2 separate regions of the Pan troglodytes genome follow, and region 1 is linked to region 2. A link is a contact called in public Hi-C data. All regions are on one chromosome and are shown on one strand. Each heading gives the region's core, a stretch centred on a gene start, on an enhancer-like site or on the middle of the called end of the contact. The rest is flanking DNA. Distances are from core to core; before and after follow the strand shown. Region 1 overlaps PLS3 (plastin 3). Region 2 holds the start of PLS3 (plastin 3).

Region 1 (4,564 bases), core at 151-2,650, 90 kb after region 2:
TAACTTCAAAGTGAAATCAAAACCCAAATCAAAAGAAAACAAAAAGCAAAACTGTTCTAATTGGAACTATCAATATGGAATTTTTGCATCCCAGCATAATAATTATATATGAGGAAATAGATGTCTTACGTGGTGTCCTTAACTGACAAGAATTTCATCCTGATTTTGTTTCCCCCTAAAATAGGTATGCAGTGTCAATGGCTAGAAGAATCGGAGCCAGAGTGTATGCTCTCCCTGAAGACCTTGTGGAAGTAAAGCCCAAGATGGTCATGACTGTGTTTGCATGTTTGATGGGCAGGGGAATGAAGAGAGTGTAAAATAACCAATCTGAATAAAACAGCCATGCTCCCAGGTGCATGATTCGCAGGTCAGCTATTTCCAGGTGAAGTGCTTATGGCTTAAGGAACTCTTGGCCATTCAAAGGACTTTTCATTTTGATTAACAGGACTAGCTCATCATGAGAGCCCTCAGGGGAAAGGGTTTAAGAAAAACAACTCCTCTTTCCCATAGTCAGAGTTGAATTTGTCAGGCACGCCTGAAATGTGCTCATAGCCAAAACATTTTACTCTCTCCTCCTAGAATGCTGCCCTTGACATTTCCCATTGCTGTATGTTATTTCTTGCTCTGTTATCTTTTGCCCTCTTAGAATGTCCCTCTCTTGGGACTCGCTTAGATGATGGGATATGAATATTATTAGACAGTAATTTTGCTTTCCATCCAGTATGCTAGTTCTTATTCGAGAACTATGGTCAGAGCGTATTTGGATATGAGTATCCTTTGCTTATCTTTGTAGTACTGAAAATTTGCCGAAGTAACTGGCTGTGCAGAATGTAATAGAAGCTTTTCTTATTCTTTTATTCTTAAGATCAGTATCTTTTTACAGTATTCTTTCTACATGATCCTTTTTTGTACATTTAAGAATATTTTGATTACATTAAACAAGACTGCTGATTTTGCTACTTTTTTTAAGGGGTCTTCAAGTAAGTAAAACATACATCGTAGCTAGAAGAAAAATGTACCTTAAATTTGCATCTTCCCTCTCATACCCAAGCTGTAAACAATTGAAATATTTTGTCTTAAATCACTTGGTTCAATACATGCTTATTTGTTTTAAAACCTGTATCATCAAACTCTCTCTCTAAATTTAAAATGCTGTTGAATATGATACTTTTGAGGAGAGAGTGTGCTCAGAACTTAGACGGGATTTGGTAGGCCAAGTATGCTAAGTGTACAATATATTTTTTAATTTTACACCTAAAACAAAGAAATGTGGTCACTAAAAATAAAAGTATATATGTAGGAATTAATGTACTCTTGCTTTGTCAAGCTGTTTGCTATAGTTTCCAAGGTATTATGTTACTCTAACTCTGAAAAGTGATGTAATCTGGTAGCAATGTAGTAGTTCAAATAAAGGCATTTACATAATAATTAGTCTGTTCTTCATGCTTTTGTCTCTTAGGAAGTATGCCAATGTTTGTCAGGATTTTTTTCTTTTCGTTTTTCTGATGTATTCTGTAAAATGGTGTTTGTTAAATTTGAGTTTTGGGAGCTGAATTAGAGGTACTGAATTAAGGACAGTACAAATGAAGTAAAAGGGTTTTCTCCAATTTACCAAAATTTCTTTATCCAGTTCCTGCTTTTTTCTTTCTTTTCCACCTCCCTCAGTCTTTTCAATGTTCTATGACATACATATCCTGAAACAGTGGGGATCTGAACAGTCACAGAGGAGAAATGGTTCATAGTAGATCTTCTCAATCTCATCTATATATGACATTTTTGGCTGGATAACTGTTGGGGTGGGGAGAAGGGTGCATTGTAGGAGGTTTAGCAGTATTACCGGCCTCTACCCACTAGATGTCAGCACATGCCCGGTGGTGTTGACCAAAATTGTCTCCAGACATAACCAAATGTCTCCTGGGTGGCAAAATCATCCCTTGTGGACAATCAGTGCCCTTTTAAGCCTTTGTGTGAATGAGTAATATAAGGTGTAGTCTACTGAGGATTTGGTTACATAGAGATACTATATAATACTTTGCATTTATAATCTGAGAGATGGAAAGGCCTTTTTAAATATCACCTGAATTCCCAAGACATAAAATTAAAAAAGGATATATTTGACAACTCTACTTTTGCAAATATATATGTATAATAAAAAAGATCAAAATATAGATAACTAAAAAAGTGAGTTCAGTCTCAGATTATAAATTCTTTTAATATAAAAATAGGATTTATGAGTGAAAAAAAGACAAATCTGCAAACATACTAGGGTAACTGATGAAGTAAGGACAATTACATCTTAAGACCTGTCTTATGCCTTGAATCTGCCATACTCATTCACGTTCATCTTCGTCGAAGTACAAAGGTTCTTCTCTGTAAGCCCTAACGCCTTGAAGTGCCTCTTTAACAAGATAGGAAAGATATATTACATGTGGCCCTTTCTTCAAAAAAGGAGCTGATTTCTTGGGTGGTTCACTATACAGGGCCCACAGCCTGTAGGAGTGTACCATGGGATAGTTAAGTGTTCATATAAAGCAGTGGACCTGACACACAATTTTTTTCCTCCAAAAACTAATTGCAACAAATAAGAATGTGGACCAAAATTAGCAACACATTCAGAATTCTGCTGGGCGTAGTAGCTCATAACTGTAATCCCAGCAATTTGGAAGGCTGAGGCAGGTGGACTGCCTGAGCTCAGGAGCTCAAGATCAGCCTGGGCAACACGGTGAATCCCCATCTCTACCAACATGGTGAATCCCCCATCTTTTCCCCACACACCTGTAACCTCAGCACTTTGGGAGGCTGAAGTAGGAGGATTTCTTGAGGCCAGGAGTTTGAGACCAGCCTGGACAACACAGGGAGACTCCGTCTGTATAATAAAGTTAGCTAAGCATGAGGCTGGGTGCGGTGGCTCAAGCTTGTAATCCCAACACTTTGGGAGACCAAGGTGGGTGGATCACCTGAGATGAGGAGTTTGAGACCAGCCTGGGCAACATAGTGAAACCCCATCTCTACAAAAATACAAAAATTAGCCAGGCATGGTGGTGGACACCATAATGTGTCCCACCAGCTACTCGGGAGGCTTAGGCAGGAGAATCACTTGAACACTGCGGGCAGAAGTTGATGTGAGCCGAGATTGCGCCACTGCATTCCAGCCTGGGTGAAAGAGCTAAACTCCATCTCGAAAAAAAAAAAAATTAGCTGAGCATGGTGGTGCATGCCTGTGGTCTCAGCTACTTGGGAAGCTTAGGCAGGAGGATCACTTAGCTCAGTTGATCAAGGCTGCAGTGAGTTGTGGTAGAACCACTGCATCCTAAACTGGGCTGCAAGACTCCATCTCTTAAAGAAAATAAAGATGATATTCCCCCTCTATCCTAATATGCTGAGAGATTGATTTTTTAAATTTTTGTCATGAATGGGTGGGTAGATTTTATCAAATGCTTTTTCTGCATCAATTTATATCATCATAAAATTTTCTTCTTTACCCTATTGATACGGTGGATTACATTGATTAGTTTCCAAAGATTAAACAAACCTTGCATGCCTGAATAAATCCCACTTGGTCAGTGTATAATTCTTATTCATTGTTGAATTTTATTTGCTAATATTTTATTGAGGATTTTTGCATCTAAGCTCAGAATGACGTTAATTTTTATTTAAATGTTTGGTGCAAGTCTCCAGTAAAAGTGTCCAAACCTGGAGATATTTCTTTAATGGTTATGGGGCTATTCAGATTATCTATTTAATCTTGATTGCGTTTTGGGTGGCTTTTGAATTTTGAGGAATTTGTTCACTTCTTCCATGTTGCTGAATTTGTGACCATCAAGTTTTCGTAGTATTTCCTTAATTATCTTTTTAATAGCTGCAGGATATGTAATGATATCTTCAGTTTGATTCCTCACAGTGGTGATTTATGTCTTCTCTCTTTTTAATCTTTGTCAGTCTTGCTAGAAGTTTATCAATTTCATTACTTTTTTTAAGAACTAGCTTTTTGTTTCTTTGTTTTTGTTTTTCTATTTTATTGATGTATGGTTTTATCTTTATGATTTCCATCTTTCTGCTTTCTTTGAATGTGTTCTGCTCTTTTTTTGTTGTTGTTGTAGCATCTGTCCAAGACAACCGTAAAAAGCCACTAACCTCAATAAACTACCCATACAGAATTATCTATTTCTCCTTTCAGCCATATCAGTTTTATTTTGTTTTTTGTTGTTGTTGTTGAGACAGAGTCTCACTGTGTTGCCCAGGCTGGAGTGCAATGGCGTTGGCTTGCGGCAACCGCCTTTTCCGGGTTCAAGCAATTCTCCTGCCTCAGCCTTCTCAGTAGCTGTGATTACAGGTGCCCACCACCACTCCCTGCTATTTTTTTTTTTTCTATTTTTAGTAGATACAGAATTTCACCATGTTGGCCAGGCTGGTCTCGAACTCCTGACCTCAGGTGATCCACCAGCCTTGGACTCCCAAAGTGCTGGGATTATAGGCGTGAGCCACCATGTCCGGCCACACCCTGCTCAGTTTTTATGTATTTTGAGACTGTGTTGTTTGGTGCTTACACATTTAGGGTCACCAT
Region 2 (4,230 bases), core at 945-3,444:
CAAAGGTAGCTTAGTTACATCAAACTGGCTGGGTATCTTAATAGTATTCATTAAAATGGAGTTCTACCTGGATTATATAGTGGAGCTTGTTAAACAGGAATCTCAGCTAGCATCCAAATAGGTGCTTCTGTGTTTAGGGTGTGTTTTATCTGTTGGAAAGTTACTGAGGCAATGAGAACTAATGCCATCAGCTAGGTACACTGCAGCTTTGAAACTATGGACTATTGCATTTCAATTAAAATGACATTTCTTGACTGAATTCTGACATCCTCAGTGATAGTGGTGAATGAAGACTTTTATCAAAGTATAGATTCTATTAAGTTTTTTAAAAATTTTATTAATTTTTTTTGTAGAGATGAGGTCTTGCTATGTCGTCCAGGCTGGTCTTGAACTCCTGGCCTCATGCAATCCTCCCACCGCACAGCCTCCCAAAGTGCTGGATTACAGGCGTGAGCTTCCCCATTTGGACCAATGTAAGCTTTTTTGAATTAAAAACAGGAACTGTAAATAGCATATACGTAGGATTCTTAATATTTTTACTTTAAATTCTAGAATTTGAAAAACAAACTAAAATTGAATACAACGTAATTGAGACAAATATATCTGCACTGGAAAATTTAGCTTACAGAGTCCCTTCATGCTATTGCTCAGTCTGTAATTTTAAGTTTAAGAGCAGGTGGAAGCTCTTCAGCGGTGACCGACAGACACCATAAAAGGTAGAAAACTGAAAAAGCCTATTTCCTGTATCTAAAAATTTTTTGTAAAGAATTCCAGAAGTCACACCAAACCTTTGGCCAATTACTGAATGCTAGAAATCTCATTTGGGAGCTTACTGTAAATGTGTGTGGCAATGCACTGACTCCATGTTCAATCCAACGCCAACATGTTGAAATCAGTATTTTTGTGCTGGCCCAAACCTGAACCAGTAGAAAATCTCCCATAACAGAAATTCAATGTTTGTGAAAGCATGATTGCCCTCCCATTTCTTTTTCACCTTCCTGTGCCTTTCATAAGTTCTTCCAGTTGGTTAATCATTAATTAATATTTAACAAGGCTTTTTCCTCGTGCCAAGTCCTCTGCTAGTCTAGCCTTTAGGCAATATATGAACTCCCCAAGTTCTTCCCTTTTAAGAAGCCTTGGCACTCACTACGGATTAATTTCTCTAAGGAAATTCATAATGGCAGATGAAATAGGGGTTCCTTTTCAAGAACATTCCATTTTAAAGCCTCTCAGCGTTTTTTCCTGGTATATGTAAAATGCGACTTAATTGAACTAATTTTAAATGTTGACAGAACTTTCCAAGCACACATTTCCTGAACAAAATGGTTACGACTGGAACAGGAAAGGGCTTAGACTTTTTCTTCTACAGCTATCCCACAAGTCAGTCTCTTGACCTGACCCTGCAAAATCCCTCAAACTCTGGCTCTCTGAGTTGATTTTGGATATACGATGAACCATAGGTTTGGAATGCAGATAACCTCCACGTGTATTAATGAAAGAGGTCAGCTATGACGTGGAAGCCATCTCCTGGGCAGAGAAGGAGAAGAAATGGCAGTCTGGGGAGTAGTAACATGTCTCCAAATTTTCTCTGGTGAAAGGAGACTGATGAGAATTGATACCCATTTCCGGTCAAAAGAGTGGAACCAATGTACTTCCAACCACCTCCTCTCAACCCCTCTCCGCATGGACAAACATACCAGCCAGGTGATGTGGGCTAACAATTTACTTGGCATGAGGCCAAAGGCTTGAGGGCCCTGCCCTGCCCATATTCTTCTCCCTTGACTTCTTAAGGAAAGGAATGATTGCTGATGTTTCCCTCTGCACCCTTTGGCACCTGGACTGATTGTTGCAGATGTAATTAGGAATGTTCCCCAACATGCCGTTATTCTTCTCACGATTCTGGGAGAAACTGTACCCCTCCCCCATAGACTTATATAGGTGGCATTCAAATTCTTGTTCCCAACTTTTTCATCTTTTTATTAATCCCACAAGATTGTGTGAATGTGTACTCCGAGCCAGGCACGTTGGACTTCTAACTTCTTCTTAGCCCAAGTAGGAAGGGGAGACTCAGGCGCTGGGGACCATTCTCCTCTCCCTGCAGCAGAGTTGCAGTCCCTATCCCTCCTGGGTGCCCATCCCCGTGCCTATTTTCCTGGATCCCCACCCAGTTGATGTGACAGGCTCGTGGCCCAATCCCCTTCCTGGTTCCCAGGCCGACTGCTAGCACCACCCGAGCCAATGGCGGCGGCCGAGGGGCGGAGGGGGCTGGCAGGAGGGGAGGGAGCGCTGGCTTTAGAGCCACAGCTGCAAAGATTCCGAGGTGCAGAAGTTGTCTGAGTGCGTTGGTCGGCGGCAGTCGGGCCAGACCCAGGACTCTGCGACTTTACGTAAGTGCTTTGTAGGCGCCGGCGGGCACTAGGGGAGCGGGTTTCCTGGGCGTGGGCAGGAGTGGGTCCCGGGGAGAGCATCTCGGTTAAGCTCAGCAGGAACGTGCGGCGCACCGTGGGGCGGGGGTTGGGGGAGAGGGAGGTCGGATAAATTTCAGTTGGAGCCCTCGGGCGCCCGGGCGATCGGTCGCAACCGAAATGGGTGTGAGTGACGGGGAGTTTCCCTACTAGCATCTGCCGCAGACACGTTTTCTGCACTTCACTGTATTAAGTGGTGTTTTCTTACTAGTTGCTCTTAACTTGTTGCCAGTCTTGGGCTGGAGTCCTAGACGCCAGCCCTTGCCCTGATTCCCCTCCGCGGCTGCGGCCCCGAAGTGGAAAGGGAGCGCACAACTTCCCTCTGTCGTCCTTCTCCAGCTACTGCCATCCCCCCTTCCCTCCCGCCCGGACTCAGGAAATCCCGGAGCCAGCAGCCTGCTACTCCTCCAGCCCCCACACGCCCGCCTCGGGTGACCTGGCTGGCTTAAGCCGACCCTGGGGCTCTGGAGAGGGGGCGCTGTGGCCGAGGGAAGGCACGAGGTTTGGGTTGCCTGCCTTCTGCCTGCTTCCCTCCCTTGTCCTTAGCGAGGGCGTCGCGAACGCACCTAGTCTCCCTATGAGTAAGCACTTTTTTTCCTTTCAGTAGGAGAACATCTCTGGGCTAGTAGGACAGTGCCTTTCCGTTCTCCCCTGGCCCCACACCCCCTGTCCTTTTTTCAGCTCCTTTGACTTTGCGGCCCCGGGCGCGCGGTCGGGGCGGCGGCAGTCCCGGACCTCTCCCGACTCTTGGAGAGGGAGAGGCAAAGGGGCGACGGGAGGGAGGTAATATTCTACCCCCCCGCCCTTTCCCCGCACAGCTGCACTTGCCTGTGTTTACTTTTCTCCACCCGCAGTACTTAAGCGCTGTAATGAGAGGCCCGGGGACGCCGACCACCCCCGCCCTGGCTTCTCGCCAGTCCCAAAGTTGCTGCCGCCGTCGCTGCTCCAGTGTGCTGGCGGTTCCGACCGCCGGGCTCCGGGACGTAAGATGATCCCAGCCCGGGAGGTGGAGTGGGGGTTAATGGCATCTGACTCTAGTCTTATGCGATGCTCCTTGCCTCTCACCTGAGCTGCACGATATCCCCAGTGGTGCAGAAGGTTGAACTTTTGCAGAAGGTTGAGCTTGGAGCTAAGTGGGTTGGAGAGCCTCGCCATTTAGCGTCAGACAGACGGGATGCTGGGGGCGCCCGGCCTGTTAAGAGGGATTGGGAGGAGGGAAGGGAGCCTGGCTAACAGTAGGTAGAAAATGTAGGGAAAAGTAAAAACCATTGAGGGGCAAGCACTTACTCCACTTTGCTGGATGTCACAATGGACTGGGGAGCCTAAACTTGATCCTCGAGATGCAGTTCATGGTGAATTCCAACTAAGTGGCTGGAGCCCCACACATACCAGTTGGAATCACGTGCCCCAAGTCTCTGATGGTCACATGACGTCTTTTTACTTTAAAGCTGGAATGTAATGGTTGAGGCCCATATTCCAAAAACCACCTCTACGTTTGAAAAAAAAAAGGTGGGGAGGAGTGTGAACTAGCTTCTAATCAAGGAAGTCTACTAGGATTTTGGATGAGGGGACCAGAAAGGGAATTTGGTGCTCAGCTTTTATCCAAAACAAAAACAGGAGCTGTTTTTAAAATAAGGGATTGAAATATATGTGAGTTGGGACATGTATCTCCTCTGTTCTTCAATCTCATGGTTTTTCTAAATTTAAAAAACATCTTACTAATTATTTTCTAGGGAAGTCATCCTTTTACTCATGCCTCATTTTG

Evidence for each region. A called contact is a pair of places that touch in the nucleus more often than the background predicts.
Region 1: a Hi-C map of stem cell-derived neural progenitor cells shows a contact between it and region 2, with 4 times the contacts expected there. The contact joins the enhancer-like site here to the promoter of PLS3 in region 2. A contact is called at or near these places in 3 of 7 Hi-C or Micro-C datasets (blood, induced pluripotent stem cells and stem cell-derived neural progenitor cells).

What each region holds. Positions count from the first base shown.
Region 1 is chrX:113,128,736-113,133,299 of NHGRI_mPanTro3-v2.0_pri, forward strand. It overlaps PLS3 (plastin 3), which reads left to right. Exons shown (of 16, transcript XM_016943366.4): 16 at 185-1,428. The coding sequence ends at 317. Among named protein-coding and RNA genes, the nearest start is that of PLS3, 90 kb to the left of the region's middle. Within about 2 kb of position 1,401, at least 5 of the 24 cell types and tissues checked have an H3K27ac peak or open chromatin away from gene starts, as enhancers often do. A contact at or near this core is called in induced pluripotent stem cells and stem cell-derived neural progenitor cells, where this site is marked.
Region 2 is chrX:113,038,434-113,042,663 of NHGRI_mPanTro3-v2.0_pri, forward strand. It overlaps PLS3 (plastin 3), which reads left to right and starts at 2,195. Exons shown (of 16, transcript XM_016943366.4): 1 at 2,195-2,387.